Linked DNA regions of Ovis aries: region 2 is linked to region 1. Evidence: chromatin contacts called from public Hi-C data. All regions are on one chromosome and are shown on one strand. Each heading gives the region's core, a stretch centred on a gene start, on an enhancer-like site or on the middle of the called end of the contact. The rest is flanking DNA. Distances are from core to core; before and after follow the strand shown. Region 1 has its middle 80 kb from the start of GPCPD1. Region 2 overlaps SHLD1 (shieldin complex subunit 1).

The links. A called contact is a pair of places that touch in the nucleus more often than the background predicts.
Region 2: a Hi-C map of mixed tissues shows a contact between it and region 1, with 6 times the contacts expected there. The contact joins two enhancer-like sites. A contact is called at or near these places in 12 of 16 Hi-C or Micro-C datasets (blood, hypothalamus, liver and 6 more).

Annotation. Positions count from the first base shown.
Region 1 is chr13:47,383,889-47,391,104 of ARS-UI_Ramb_v3.0, reverse strand. No RefSeq gene overlaps it. Among named protein-coding and RNA genes, the nearest start is that of GPCPD1, 80 kb to the left of the region's middle. Within about 2 kb of position 3,789, at least 6 of the 54 cell types and tissues checked have an H3K27ac peak or open chromatin away from gene starts, as enhancers often do.
Region 2 is chr13:47,629,285-47,636,500 of ARS-UI_Ramb_v3.0, reverse strand. The region is part of intron 3 of SHLD1 (shieldin complex subunit 1); the gene reads right to left. Among named protein-coding and RNA genes, the nearest start is that of SHLD1, 28 kb to the right of the region's middle. Within about 2 kb of position 3,565, at least 4 of the 54 cell types and tissues checked have an H3K27ac peak or open chromatin away from gene starts, as enhancers often do.

The DNA of each region.
Region 1 (7,216 bases), core at 2,540-5,039:
GGTGATGTCATCTGCATATCTGAGGTTATTGATATTTCTCCCAGCAATCTTGATTCCAGCTTGTGCTTCTTCCAGCCCAGCATTTCTCATGATGTATGCTGCATAGAAGTTAAATAAGCAGGGTGACAATATACAGCCTTGACGTACTCCTTTTCCTATTTGGAACCAGTCTGTTATTCCATGTCCAGTTCTAACTGTTGCTTCCTGACCTACATATAGGTTTCTCAAGAGGCAAGGCAGGCGGTCTGGTATTCCCATCTCTTTCAGACTTTTCCACAGTTTATTGTGATCCACACAGTGAAAGGCTTTGCTATAGTCAATAAAGCAGAAATAGATGTTTTTCTGGAACTCTCTTGCTTTTCCATGATCCAGCAGATGTTGGCAATTTGATCTCTGGTCCCTCTGCCTTTTCTAAAACCAACTTGAACATCTGGAAGTTCACGGTTCACATATTGCTGAAGCCTGGCTTGGAGAATTTTGAGCATTACTTTACTAGTGGGTGAGATGAGTGCAACTGTGCGGTAGTTTGAGCATTCTTTGGCATTGCCTTTCTTTGGTACTGGAATGAAAACTGACCTTTTCGAATCCTGTGGCCACTGCTGAGTTTTCCCAATTTGCTGGCATATTGAGTGCAGCACTTTCACAGCATCATCTTTCAGGATTTGAAATAGCTCAATTGAAATTCCATCACCTCCACTAGCTTTGTTCATAGTGATGCTTTCTAAGACCCACTTGACTTCCATGAATCTAAATATGAGATGCACGGAACTATACACACATTGTACCAATGTCAATTTCCTGATTTTGATATTTATACAATAATTACTTAAGACATAATCATTGGGGGAAACTAGGTGAAAGGTATGAGAGAATTCTCTATTTTCTTTGCAAAGTCCTGTGAAATTTTAATTATTTCAAAATAAAAAGTTTAAAATGTACATATATAGAATGTAAAATGTCCATGCCACTTTACATTTTACAACTTCATTTTTAATGGTGACTGAAACGCTGGGCTGGAAGAAGCACAAGCTGGAATCAAGATTGCTGGGAGAAATATCAATAACCTCAGATATGTAGATGACATCACCCTTATGGCAGAAAGTTAAGAGGAACTAAAAAGCCTCTTGATGAAAGTGAAAGAGGAGAGTGAAAATGTTGGCTTAAAGCTCAACATTCAGAAAACGAAGATCATGACATCTGGTCCCATGACTTCATGGGAAATAGATGGAGAAACAGTGGAAACAGTGTCAGTTTTTATTTTGGGGGGCTCCAAAATCACTGCAGATGGTGATTGCAGCCATGAAATTAAAAGATGCTTACTGCCTGGCAGGAAAGTTATGACCAACCTGGATAGCCTATTGCAAAGCAGAGACATTACGTTGCCGACTAAGGTCCGTCTAGTCAAGGCTATGGTTTTTCCAGTGGTCATGTATGGATGTGAAAGCTGGACTGTGAAGAAAGCTGAGTGCCGAAGAATTGATGCGTTTGAACTGTGGTGTTGGAGAAGACTCTTGAGAGTCCCTTGGATTGCAAGGAGATCCAACCAGTCCATTCTAAAGGAAATCAGTCCTGGGTGTTCGTTGGAAGGACTGACACTGAAGCTGAAACTCCAATACTTTGGCCACCTCATGAGAAGAGTTGACTCATTGGAAAAGAGCCTGATGCGGGGAGGGATTGGGGGCAGGAGGAGAAGGGGACGACAGAGGATGAGATGTCTGGATGGCATCACTGACTCGATGGATGTGAGCCTGAGTGAACTCCGGGAGTTGATGATAGACTGGGAGGCCTGGCGTGCTGCAATTCATGGGGTCGCAAAGAGTCAGATATGACTGAGCCACCGAACTGACTGAACTGAGGGACTCTGACACTTCTGATCATTATTTAAAACATTCTGAGTGTACTGCTATCTTTTAAATGGCTTAGTAGTAGCAGTAGCCAACAACTTATCCTGGGAAAAGTGGGTTATGAGTGAACCTCTGAGGAGAAGTCTAAGTCCTACATTTTGAGAGAGGAGTTCCCCATGGTCTCAGTAACTGTTCTTAGGGGCTCTGAATGACTCAGATCAGCTTTTTTCCTGCCCTTTTCCAAAAATTTTGATTATACTTATTCAAGGATAAAAATTGAGGACTGCCTCCTTCTACCTGGTAATGCATTCTTTTTCAGTCTTTGCTGATATCAGTTACCAAAACACCAGTAATTCTAGAGGTATGGAGGAAAACATCTGTCTTTGTCTCTCTCTTGTCTCTTAATGCTTTCCTTTTCTTATTCATTGAATTAATGTCCAACGTCATGGCTGCTGACTAAATGTCACTGAGTCAAACCTGCTTCTCTGAGCCGAGGTGGTGTCTGTTGTCTTTGCTGCTAGAGAGAGTGGCCACTCAGCACTGTCCAAAGTAGCTGTGTCTGTCTCCTACTGAACCAGCTGGAGGCCATTGTCTGTCTTCCTGGAAGCCAATTCCAGGAAAAGAAGGTTCTGTGCAGCTTAGCAAGTACCATTGTCTTTTGTAGGGCAGAAAAGGGCTGGTTGCATTTCTCGTGCAACACACACCTTTCCAGCTCTGTGCCATATCAGATCCCATGCCATGCTGAGGACTAATGTTGGATGTGGGCCAGTCCTTGCTCAGCACATGCTTTGTGTCACCTGTGGTAATGACTGATAGTAGCAGTCTGGTCAGATATCAGAGATGCCCAATGCCATGAAAATTGTTTTTGTTTGTTTGACGGATTTAAGGCAACTCAGGTTCACATGCACAAAAAACAACTGGATCAAAAAGAAGTAAGCATGCATTAATTCCCTAGCATCAAGTAAAGCAGGCCTAAAATGCAGAATTTTCTATAGATGATTACAACATCACAATGAATTCAGAAGCTTGTTTACCTGGATTTTCTTTTTTCTTTGGTGGTTTTTTTTTTTTTTTTAAACAATGTTCACATGTGACAGAAAATTCAAACATATAAATTTTATATTAGACAGCAGTTTGGAATTGTAATTCCAGATATTTTTCTCTGCTTCGTTAATGATATTCCCTGACAACTGTTCTGCCTCATGGCCTTAGGCAAGAGGGCAAGTCAGGGACACTGGAAAAGAAGCAGCAGGGGACATCCCATCCCAACAAGAAAGAGAAGTTAGAGGAAGCACTTCCAAGCCAGCCACATGTGGGAAAATAAAGAGAGGAGGAGTGAGTAGGTGAGATTCCAGAGTTCTTGGAATCCCATTTCCTTCCCTTGAGGCAGAATTGGGAGGGTTGCTGAACAAGCCCCCTGATAAGCAGGGAGGACTGTGGAACATTAGTGCTGCATCACTGCACATACACGGGATTGAGGCAGGTGCAGCAGGGGACTTGGTGAAAGCAGGGGTTTCATTAGACAACCTGGGCTACACTGACTGCTGAGGACAGAGTGAGCTCCTGGGTGCTGCACAGGCCTGCCCTGTTATTGCTTTATGTTTATTAAGTGTTGTATTCTTCATAGCCACCCAGTGAGGCAGGTACCATTATTTCTCCAGTTGTCCAGAGGAGAGACTGCTGTCAATCAGGAGAAAAGTAATGAAGTTCTCAACACCAGCATTAGCAGGAGTGACGGGGGTAGAGGGGAACTTCAGATCTGGAAGATAGTGAGCAGAGGAAGCTGTAGGCCTCAGTTGCTGTGTGCAGGCCTTGACTGCATGGTGTGACGGAAAGGGAGGTGTCCGTCATGACTCCTAGGTTTCTGTCTTGAGTAACTGGGTGAATAATCCTGCCATGTGCTGACATGAGGACATATACTGATTTTCCCTTTGGGACGGTCTGGTCTGAGGTGTCTGGGCAACACCCAACAGGAAAGTCCCATGAGCAGCTGGATATATTGGTCTGGGCCTGAGCAAGATGTCAGGTGGAGAATTCAGAGTCATCATCATATAAATCTGCCTGCTTACATACACACACAACCCAGGAAAGTTCTTTAACTCATTGTTACACAGTCAGAAATTTCAGTAGCAGTTAATTAGTGTCCTAGGCCTATTTTTAAAATGCAAAATCTTCAGGACAAAGTTTCCATAGTGCCTACTATGGAATTCTGGAGCCAAAGGGAAGATGTTACATTAAAAAAGCGTTCTCTAGGTAAAAGGTTAGGGACATGTTAGGTCAGAAATTCTGACCAAGAGCATATTGGAAGCTCTGGAGAATTAGTAATAAAGAAATATGTCTAACTTAAAATTTCTTGTCTATGCACTCATTCTGGGAAATGCTCTAGTAAGATTTTGATCCAATCAGTGACTTACATCTCAGTGTGGATTAATTTCTGATTCAAGTATTGAGGGAGTGGATGTTCTGATTGGCTAGGAGTACAGGCAGATAATTTTGGAATACAGGATGCATGGGTCTTATCTTGCCCCCTATACAGCACAATGTTATGGGGACAAGAGCCCAAGGAAATAGATACAGGATTTAGAGGAAGGTTGCTGCTGCTAAGTCGCTTCAGTCGTGTCCAACTCTGTGCAACCCCATAGATGGCAGCCCACCAGGCTCCCCTGTCCCTGGGATTCTCCAGGTAAGAACACTGGAGTGGGTTGCCATTTCCTTCTCCAATGCAGGAAAGTGAAAAGTGAAAAGTGAAATTGAAGTCGCTCAGTCGTGCCCAACTCTTGGTGACCCCATGAACTGCAGCCTACCAGGCTCCTCCGTCCATGGGATTTTCCAGGCAAGAATATTGGAGTGGGTTGCCATTGCCTTCTCCGAGAGGAGGGTTGAGATGATGCCAAAGAGAAGAGAAACAAATAACACTTTGGCCCCATACCAGGGAAGGACAAGTTTCTTGACTTCCTCTTCTCTCTTCCCTCTGTGACAGGAAATCCAGACTATGGCCCACAGTTCAGCATGCATGTATGTTGTGTTGGCCTGGGATCCTGAACACAAAGTTCCCTCCCCTTCCATCTGTAAACCCACCCAACCTCTGGGCAGATTTCTCTGTACTATGTGGCCTGATCTTCCAGGCCAGCTATGTCTCTGCTCCAGGGCACTGAGTAGCTAGCAGAAGAGCAGGCTAGAACTTTCTGGCCATCACCCCACCTATAGCACTTGAGACATTGCCTTGTACTTCTGCTTTACGTGCCCTTTGTCTTAGTCTGTTCAGGCTGCCATGACAAAACACTACACACAGAGGCAGCATAAATAATAGAAATTGATTTTGCACAGTTCTGGAGGCTGGAAATTCAAGATCAGAGCGCCAGCACTGTCAGTTCCTGGTGAAGACTCTCTTCCTGGCTTGCAGATGGCCACCTTCTCTCTGGGTCCTCAGCCTTTTCTGGGTGTGTGCTCTTGGAGATGGAATGAGCTTCTTTTCTTATAAGAACACCAACCCTATGGCGGGCATCTCACCCTCATGACCTCATCCAAACTTAATTACTCCCCAAAGGTCCCATCTCCAAATACTATCCCATTGAGGGCTAGGTCTTCAACATATAGTTTTGGGGGCCACAATTTAGTACCTAACACCCTTCTCTTCACCAGGACAGAATTTAACCTTAACACTTGGTTCAGAGCCTAGCACTCATTAGGCCCCAAGTGATACATGGACAAATAAATTAATATGACCGAAATATAACACCTCATATCTGTTCCCTGTCAGAGGAGTGGAGTCAGGGCCCACGTGCTCCTGAACGCCTGGAGTGGGCCCCAGAGAACTTGGCAAGGTTGAGTGAGGGAGTGAGGGCCCCAGAGAACTTGGCAAGGCTGAGTGAGGGAGTGAGGGCTCTTTTCCAGGCTTCTCAGAAAACTACCTCTTAGTGTTGAATGAATGGTACATTATGAGATACAATCTCATTTTGTTTCTTATCTTCAAAATGACGGAAAACAACAACATTCTGTAAAGGAATTACCCTTCAATTAAAAAATAAATGAATTTTTAAAATGTCTTTTTAATCTGCAACTTCATTTCTTTAAGGAAATTTAGAGTATAGATAAGCAAAAATGTACAAAAATAAAAGTAAAGGCCACAATAATCCCCGAGAGGTGACACTGATCTGGTTAGGCTATTTCAGGCCTTTCTCTGAACAGAAGCATGTATATATATGCTCACATAGTATGTATGGCTTGTAATCTGCCTATTTCCACTGAATTTCACGTTTCAGGAATAACTGCACTGCTCCAGTAGACTTATCAGCATCATTTAAAAGGGCTGCTTGGTACCTGGTCTTTGTTGCTCAAGGAGAGCAGGGATGTTGCCCCAGTGTATGAAGGTCGCGGCTCTCCCTTCATTCCCCTCCCAGTACTGGGTGTGCACTTGGTGAGAAACTAAGCAAGCTCTGGGGAGGCAGCCCGGGGAATCGGGCAACTGACAGAGTGAGTCTCTTCACCTACGGATACTTTGTCTGAACTCCCTGAGGGCCTTGGTCTAACCTCTAGCCAGTTAGAAACCCTGTGGGTGAGGGAGACACTTCCGTTTGGATTCTCCTTAAACATGAAGGGGAGGTGAGATGGTTAGGACAAACTTAAAGGTCCAGACACCTTCTGCTTATACTCAGAGGACTGTCTTTAGCTCCTGCTTCTGCAAAGAAGACACTGTTTATGCATTCATTCATTTATTCCACAAACCGTTCCTACGATGGTGGAGGCGACACAGACTAAACACAGCTCATCTATATTTTAAGGGTCCTTGGCCATCATCACAGTGTAAAGCGGAGATGCCTCAGGTATAGTGAGGGCCCTTCCCCTCATGAGATGGGATGCTTCACCAACTGCCTTTTTTTTAAACAGTTATTTATTTGGCTGCGTCAGGTCTTAGTTTTGGCTCTCGGGCTTAGTCGCCCTACAGTATATCGTATCTTATTTCCCTGACCAGGGATCAAACCCGTGTCCCCTGCATTGGAAGAAGGATTCTTAACCACTGGACATTCAGGGAAAGCCCCCAGCTGCCTTTTTGAACAAGATGACCTTCAAAGCTAACACTGAAATTTAATGAGTGCTGTAAACACCCACTGGTGCTGTTCTGACCTCATAAACTAGCCAACTTCTTCCATAGTGTCACGACAAACTCTGGGCTTCTTTCCACAGCCGGGTGAGCAGTGAGAAGGAGTGAGGAAATAATTTATCAGTCTGGGGCCAGTGACTTCCTGGACAGTCTGGTGGCATCACCCAGCCCGGTGGTGAGTCACCACTGGAATATCCCAGTCCTGGCTGCTGCCCTCTCATGGACCACAGCCCTACAGCCTCTGCCTAACTCTACATCCTACCCATCTTTT
Region 2 (7,216 bases), core at 2,316-4,815, 250 kb before region 1:
AATATACAAGGGTTTAATAATTAAATTTCAAAAATAAATTAAATAATTTAATATACAAGGGTTTAATCAGAAGGATGTTGAACACAGCTCTTTATAATAGCAAAACATTAGAAACAGTGAAAATAATCAAGGATAGGGAACTGTTTATTTGTATCATGTTTTTAAAAGTTCTTCCAGAGAAATATAAGGCACAAGGAAAAGGTGATCTGACAAGCATTTTAAAAGAAAAAGGATCAGTGTTTCTTGAGATGTCCAAAGGTTTTTTCCTTTTTAAGTTTTACTGAGATAATTAAAGATTTAAATGCAGCGCTAAGAAATATATAGACAGATTTTGTGAACATTTACCCTCCTTCACCTACCGTATTTCAAGTGTAGTACACTGACATGGATAAATCTAACCATCTTATTCACGGTTCCCAGTTTTCCTTAAAGTCATTTATGTGTATCTACTCAATTCTATCACATGCATAATTTCACATATCCATTCACAGTCAAGATATAGAATACTTTCCTCACTACAAGGATCCCTTATGTTGCCCTCTATGCTGCTGCTGCTAAGTCGCTTCAGTTGTGTCTGACTCTGTGCGACCCCATAGACGGCAGCCCACCAGGCTCCTCCGTCCCTGGGATTCTCCAGGCAAGAATACTGGAGTGGGCTGCCATTTCCTTCTCCATGTTGCCCTCTATAACCAGGCCCATATCCCCCTGTCTACCCCAACGTCCATGTCATCCACTAATCTGCTCTCCAGTTTCTAAAACTAATATTTCAAAATATTATATACATGGAATACAGTATGGGAATTAGCTGTTTTTCCCACACAGCCTAACTCCCTGGCGATTTACCCAAGCTGCTGTGCATACGGCTAGCTCATTCCTCTTTACTGCAGAGCAGTGTTCCATGGTATGAATGCACCACACTTTTAACAATTCTCCTGTGGAAGGATATCTGAGTGGTTCAAGTTTTTAGCTATTATGAATAAACCTGCTATGAACATTCCTGTATGGGATGGGTTTTTGTACCAATCTAAGTTTTCATTTCTTTCAGAATTTTTTAAACGTCCAAGAATGCACATGTGGTAACTGCTAAAACATTTTCCAGAGTGGCTGAACCATTTTACATCCCCACCAGCAATGCACAAATGACCCAGTTTCTCTGTCTCCTCATCAGCATTTGGTACTGTCATTATTTTCTATCTTAGCATTCAGATAGGCATCATTATGGTTTTAATTTATATTTCCCTGTGGCAAATGATGTTGAACATATTTTTCACATCAGAGAAATGTCTCTTTTGTCCATTTTGTAATTGGGTTTTTTTTTTTCTGTTGAGTTTTGAGAGTTTTTTAATGTACTCTAGAGATAGTACTCCTTTGTCAGGTATTAAACTTGCAAATACTTTCTCCCTGTGTGTTTCTTATCTTTTCATCCCCTTCATATGGACTTTCACAGAGCAAAAGCTTTTAACTTCAATGAGGTTCAACTCATCAAAATTTTTGGCTATTGTATTTTCATTCTACCATTTATATTTGCTTATTTTTCTAATTGTTTGCTAAGATTTTCTATTTTTCATTTATTTCCAGAGAACTTGTAATTGATTGTCAAGCATTTTTATGTTGGTTAATTTAAAGCCCTTGTCATTTAATACCAAATCTGTGATTCATCTCACTGTTGGTGTGTCGTTGTGCCTTTTCAGCTCTTGGTATGTATGACAGGTGATTTGGGGTTGTATCCTGAACATTCTGTCTGTTATGTTTAAAGAATATTTTTTAGAGAAGCCTCCATTTCCTTCTTCGGGGGATCTTCCTGACCAAGGGATTGAACCCTGGTCTCCTGCATTGCAGGCAGATTCTTTACTGTCTGAGCCACCAGGGAAGCCCTAGGGAATCTTGGTCTGATTTCAAAATCCTTCATTTTAGCAGACAACCCTTTTCTTTAGGTTCAGCATGCAGGTTCTGGCCTGCTTTCTGTGGGCTGTGATCTGATTTTCAGATTCTGCATTTCATTTTGGTTTGTCTGGTGCTGCTGAGGACACTACAGGTGCCTGCCAGTATTGTCTGAGGGCCTGGCCTGGCCTACGGGTGTTCCTTGGCAGGGGGAGATCTCAAGCCCTGTGGCAGGCTTCCCAGGCAGGCTGCTTATGGAGGTAGGGTTCCCCTTTCCAGTGCCCCCTTCTTTACTGCTCTCCAGCTGCTCCAGTGAATGTGGGTGAAGGAGGGGAGTCTCAAGCCCATGAAGATAAAGAGACTTCCCAGGCTAGGTCACTTACAGTGCTAGCAGAACCCCTGTTTATGCCTCCTGGATGCCTAGGTCTGGCTTAGTAGGGGAGGGGCATCTTGCGCCCAGTGGAGTAGAGTGCTTGTCTTGGTTATTTACTGTTATGGGTCCCCTATAGATGACCCCTTGCTGGGAGCTGGGTTTTCCTGATACTTTTGGATGGACAATGAGTCAATTGTGGGGAGAGAAGATCCTATGTGACCCCTTCCTGTTGCTTGATGTAGGTCAGGGTGTACCCATCCTGGCACCTTCTCTATGCTGCTCCCTCAGTCTTAGGACCCCCAGACCAATTCATCCTCTTCTTACCACTGCAAATGCTCTCCATTGGTTGTCACTTGCATTTCCAGGGTTTATAATTATAGTTAGCAGAGAAAAGCAGGAAGAAATGGATCTACACTATTTTGTCAGATTACAGTTTTTAAATTTCTTACCCTTTATTGCTTCTATAATTTCATCAACAAGGTATACTTAAATCCTTTGATTTTATCATTTCAGAAAAAGACACAACTTTAACCTGGCAAATGTGCAAAACAAAACAAAAAATCAGATAGCGTTCTTTGTATTTGTATTCTACCCTGAGAATAATCAAGACATGTGAAAAGATGCACTAACTAGGCCTAATTAACAAGTTAGCTTCTTCTCAGACTTCAAATGAGTAAAATGATCTCTAACAACTTTGTTTCAAGGTGAAAAAAACTGCAAATAATGAATTACAAAAGCATGCAAATAACTGCAAAGAATGAATTACAAAGGTTTACAAAGGCTTGGAAGATCCCATGGACGAAGGAGCCTGGTGGGTTACAGTCCATGGTGTCGGGAGCAGTCGGACACGACTGAGCGACTTCACTTTCACTTTTTACTTTCATGCATTGGAGAAGGAAATGGCAACCCACTGCAGTGTTCTTGCCTGGAGAATCCCAGGGATGGGGAGGCCTGGCGGGCTGCCGTCTATGGGGTCGCACAGAGTCGGACATGACTGAAGCGACATAGCAGCAGCAGCAGCAACATATGGATACTGTGTGTGCATGCTAAGTTGCTCTGGTTGTGTCCAGCTCTTTGTGAGGCCACAGACTGTAGCCTGCCAGGCTTCTCTGAGGCAAGAATACTGGAGTGGGTGGGGTGCCCTCCTCCAGGGATCTTCCCGACCCAGGGATCAAACTCTGGTCTCTTTATGTCTACCTGCATTGACAGGTAGGTTATTTATATATGGTATATTTAAATTCTTTTCCTCTGCAAGGGTCAGAAACATAATAAAATAGCCACTAGAGGGCAGAAGACTCAAACTCTGCCCCACAGCAAGAGTTTGCTGGGCAAACTGCCAAACTCTAGAACCAGAGCGGCTGCTTAAACCTTACTGGCTAAAACACATGGGATACTACTTTAACCCATTCTTCACCAAACTCTACTTCCAAAATGGCATTGGCCATGGATAACTTCCTTGTCTTTGTATCTATATTGTGCATAACATGCCCTAATGTTTCCCAAAAAGTTCTTTGTAACTGGACATAACAATTACTGAATATATTGTAGAGAAACACAGCTAAACTTCTTTCCTTTTTTTGTTTTTAGAATTTAAATTTTCCACTTGTATTATTTTGTAAGCAGGAAAAAACTCACAATACTATAACATATACTTTCTCAAAAAACAAAAAAGAATGCAGTTTTCTTAAGAAAAGAGCTTTAAAAGGCAGTCATTAGGAATATCCTTAAAACTATAACCTCATGTACTACAACTAGATCTTTGCTGAAAAAATATGAAGGAAACAACTCTACTTGAAACATACTTCATGATGGGAAAATGTGGTGATAATTCTCTACTCTCAGTAGCATTACATCTCCTCACAGATGTTCTGTTTCCATGTGATTTTCTTACCAAAAAATAAAAGGAAAAAAGAAAAAGACTGGGGGCTTTAGAGAGAGACCAGTTTGGGCTAATCTGAATACTTTCTCTCTCTCTTTTTTTTTTTTTTTTACCATGCCTTGGGGCTTGCAGGGTCTTAGTTCTCTGACTAGGGATTGAACCCGAGCCCTCAGCAGTGAAAGCCCAGAATCCTAACCACTAGGACACCAGGGAACTTCTTGAACACTTTTCAAATCAGAGTTGGGCAAATCTGCAGGACTTACATGAGAATGCATGCTATTTAACATAGACTATTTCTTGTCCTACAGCACCCATAAGCTCAGTCCCAGCTTAAATTTGACAGTAAAGTTATAAACTGCTGGTCGAGGTACTGTGATACTTAATATCTATTTTAAAAACTTGTCAAATTTCACTTAATGTGTTGTTCACTTATTCAGCCAGCCTCCACTGAGGAGGCTCCACCTACTGTGTGCCAGTCACTGTGCTTTAGACCAAGCAGAGAGCTAAATCAGGAACCCAGAGCGGCAAGCATCAGAGTCCCAGGAATGAATTAAAGCACATTTATCCTTAACACTTATGTTCCAATAAGCTGTGTTCTTATAACTTTGAGCATATTAGCAAAACCCAGCTCTATCAAAATCTCCAAGGAGCTTATGGGTCAGGAAAGAAAGGGCACTCAGCAAAAAAAAAAATATATATATATATATATATATATATATATGATTTATAGCTTCAAAGGGCAAAGAGCCAAGAATACGAAGTGTTCCATAGCCAGATAAGAAAATTTTTCTGTTCAGACAGAGCTATCAAGAATTCCATCCATCCCAGCAAAGTTAAAAATTCCGGCTTTGTTTTCCTTCGATTTTAACATAAGAAGGTGGATCTATCCTTGTGTAAGAAATTTATTCAAAAAGGCAATGCTTTCTTTCTGACTGGTCTACAGATAGAGCTTCTTCAACAATGGAAAGATGAGAGACTGACAAGGGAACTCAGCGGCCAGTGGGCACAATGCTGGTCAACAAACCAGAGTCCCAGTGGCCTGAGAGAGTGCTGAGACTGCTGTGAAGATACTGCTGTGAAGCCTCTTAGCAGAAAGAGGCTCACACGGACTGTGCAAAAGATGTAACCGCAAATATTTAAGACAAAATTACTTAGTAGTTATTCACATCTTGATGTCGGCATTTCTTTAAAGCTCTACCTTAAAGTCAACATGACCCAGATTTGAGTCTCAGTTTAAAGGCAGAGGAACCAGAGATTAAATTGCCAGCACCGCTGGATCATCGAAAAAGCAAGAGAGTTCCAGAAAAACATCTACTTCTGCTTTATTGACTATCCCAAAGCCTTTGACTGTGTGGATCACAAGAAACTGGAAAATTCTGAAAGATGGGAATACCAGACCACCTGACCTGCCTCTTCAGAAATCTGTATGTAGGTCAGGAAGCAACAGTTAGAACTGGACATGGAACAACAGACTGTTTCCAAATAGGAAAAGGAGTACATCAAGGCTGTATATTGTCACCCTGCTTATTTAACTTCTATGCAGAGTACATCATGAGAAACGCTGGGCTGGATGAAGCATAAGCTGGAATCAAGATTGCCGGGAGAAATATCAATAACCTCAGATATGCAGATGACATCACCTTTACGGCAGAAAGTGAGGAAGAACTAAAGAACCTCTTGTTGAAAGTCAAAGAGGAGAGTGAAAAAGTTGGCTTAAAGCTCAACATTCAGAAAACTAAGATCATGGCATCCAGTCCCATCACTTCATGGCAAATAGATGAGGAAACAATGGAAAGAGTGGTGGACTTTATTTTGGGGGGCTCCAAAATCACTGCAGATGGTGATTGCAGCCATGAAATGCTGAGTGCCGAAGAACTGATGCTTTTGAACTGTGTTGGAGAAGACTCTGGGTCCCTTGGACTACAAGGAGATCCAACCAGTCCATCCTAAAGGAGATCAGTCCTGAGTGTTCATTGGAAAGACTGATGTTGAAGCTGAAACTCCAATACTTTGGCCACCTGATGCAAAGAGCTGACTCATCTGAAAAGACCCTGATACTGGGAAAGACTGAAGGCAGGAGAAGAGGATGACAGAGGATAAGATGGTCGAATGGCATCACCGACGCAATGGACATGAGTTTGAGTAAACTCTGGCAGTTGGTGATGGATAGGGAAGCCTGCCGTGCTGCAGTCCATGGGGTCACAAAGAGTCGGATACAACTGAGCAACTGAACTGAACTGAACTTTCCATATTTTGGGGGGTAACATATTAATATGTTACATACTGACCTTTCTATGACTCTGTTTTCTTATGGGTAACACAGAGATCATAACAGTTTCTATTTCTTGGGGTAGTTCTGAGAATCAGAAGGAACCAAGCATGTATAATGCATAGCACAGTGCCTAGAATGCAAGTGTAAATAAATGATAAACTATTGATCTTCCTGTCTCCTTTTAATTGTATACAGTCTTCTCTGTTCTACAAATACATGACGATGAATGCAACTAGTGATAGTGTATGTTCGTTTCCACTGAGTTGTTTCCTCAAACTGTAGGAAGACACAGCTGAGTGACAAGTCATGAATGAACATTCACCTGGAAAAGCCCCTGAAGAGAGCTATGCGTCAGACCATGGGGCCACTTATGTATGGCTGAACTGAAGATATAAATGCAGGATCAAGGCCTGTTTTTTATAACTGTAACTGCAGACAGAGTGCACATAAGTAAACAAATCTCTTCTCCCCTGCAAATGACCTTGACACTCAAAAGTAAAGATGTTGAGAGATGGCACAGATCATAAACAGCATTCTTGAGCCTTAAAAATAATTCTATTAATACTCAATTATCATTTCTACTGACTGTTTAGCATCTACAATTTAGCAAGTTAAAATACAAAACTATATCTTTTTATTTTAAAAAAAGAGAGATAGAAAAGTCAGTTGAAGTAGCTTCTATGAGGGTCACCAAGGAAATAGGAGTTGCCCAGTCACTATGTGACTTTGGGTGACTTTCTTCATTATCCTGGGGTTCAGTTCCCCTTACAGAAAACAAGACAACTAGGGGAGCTTGGTGGGTTTTTTCTTT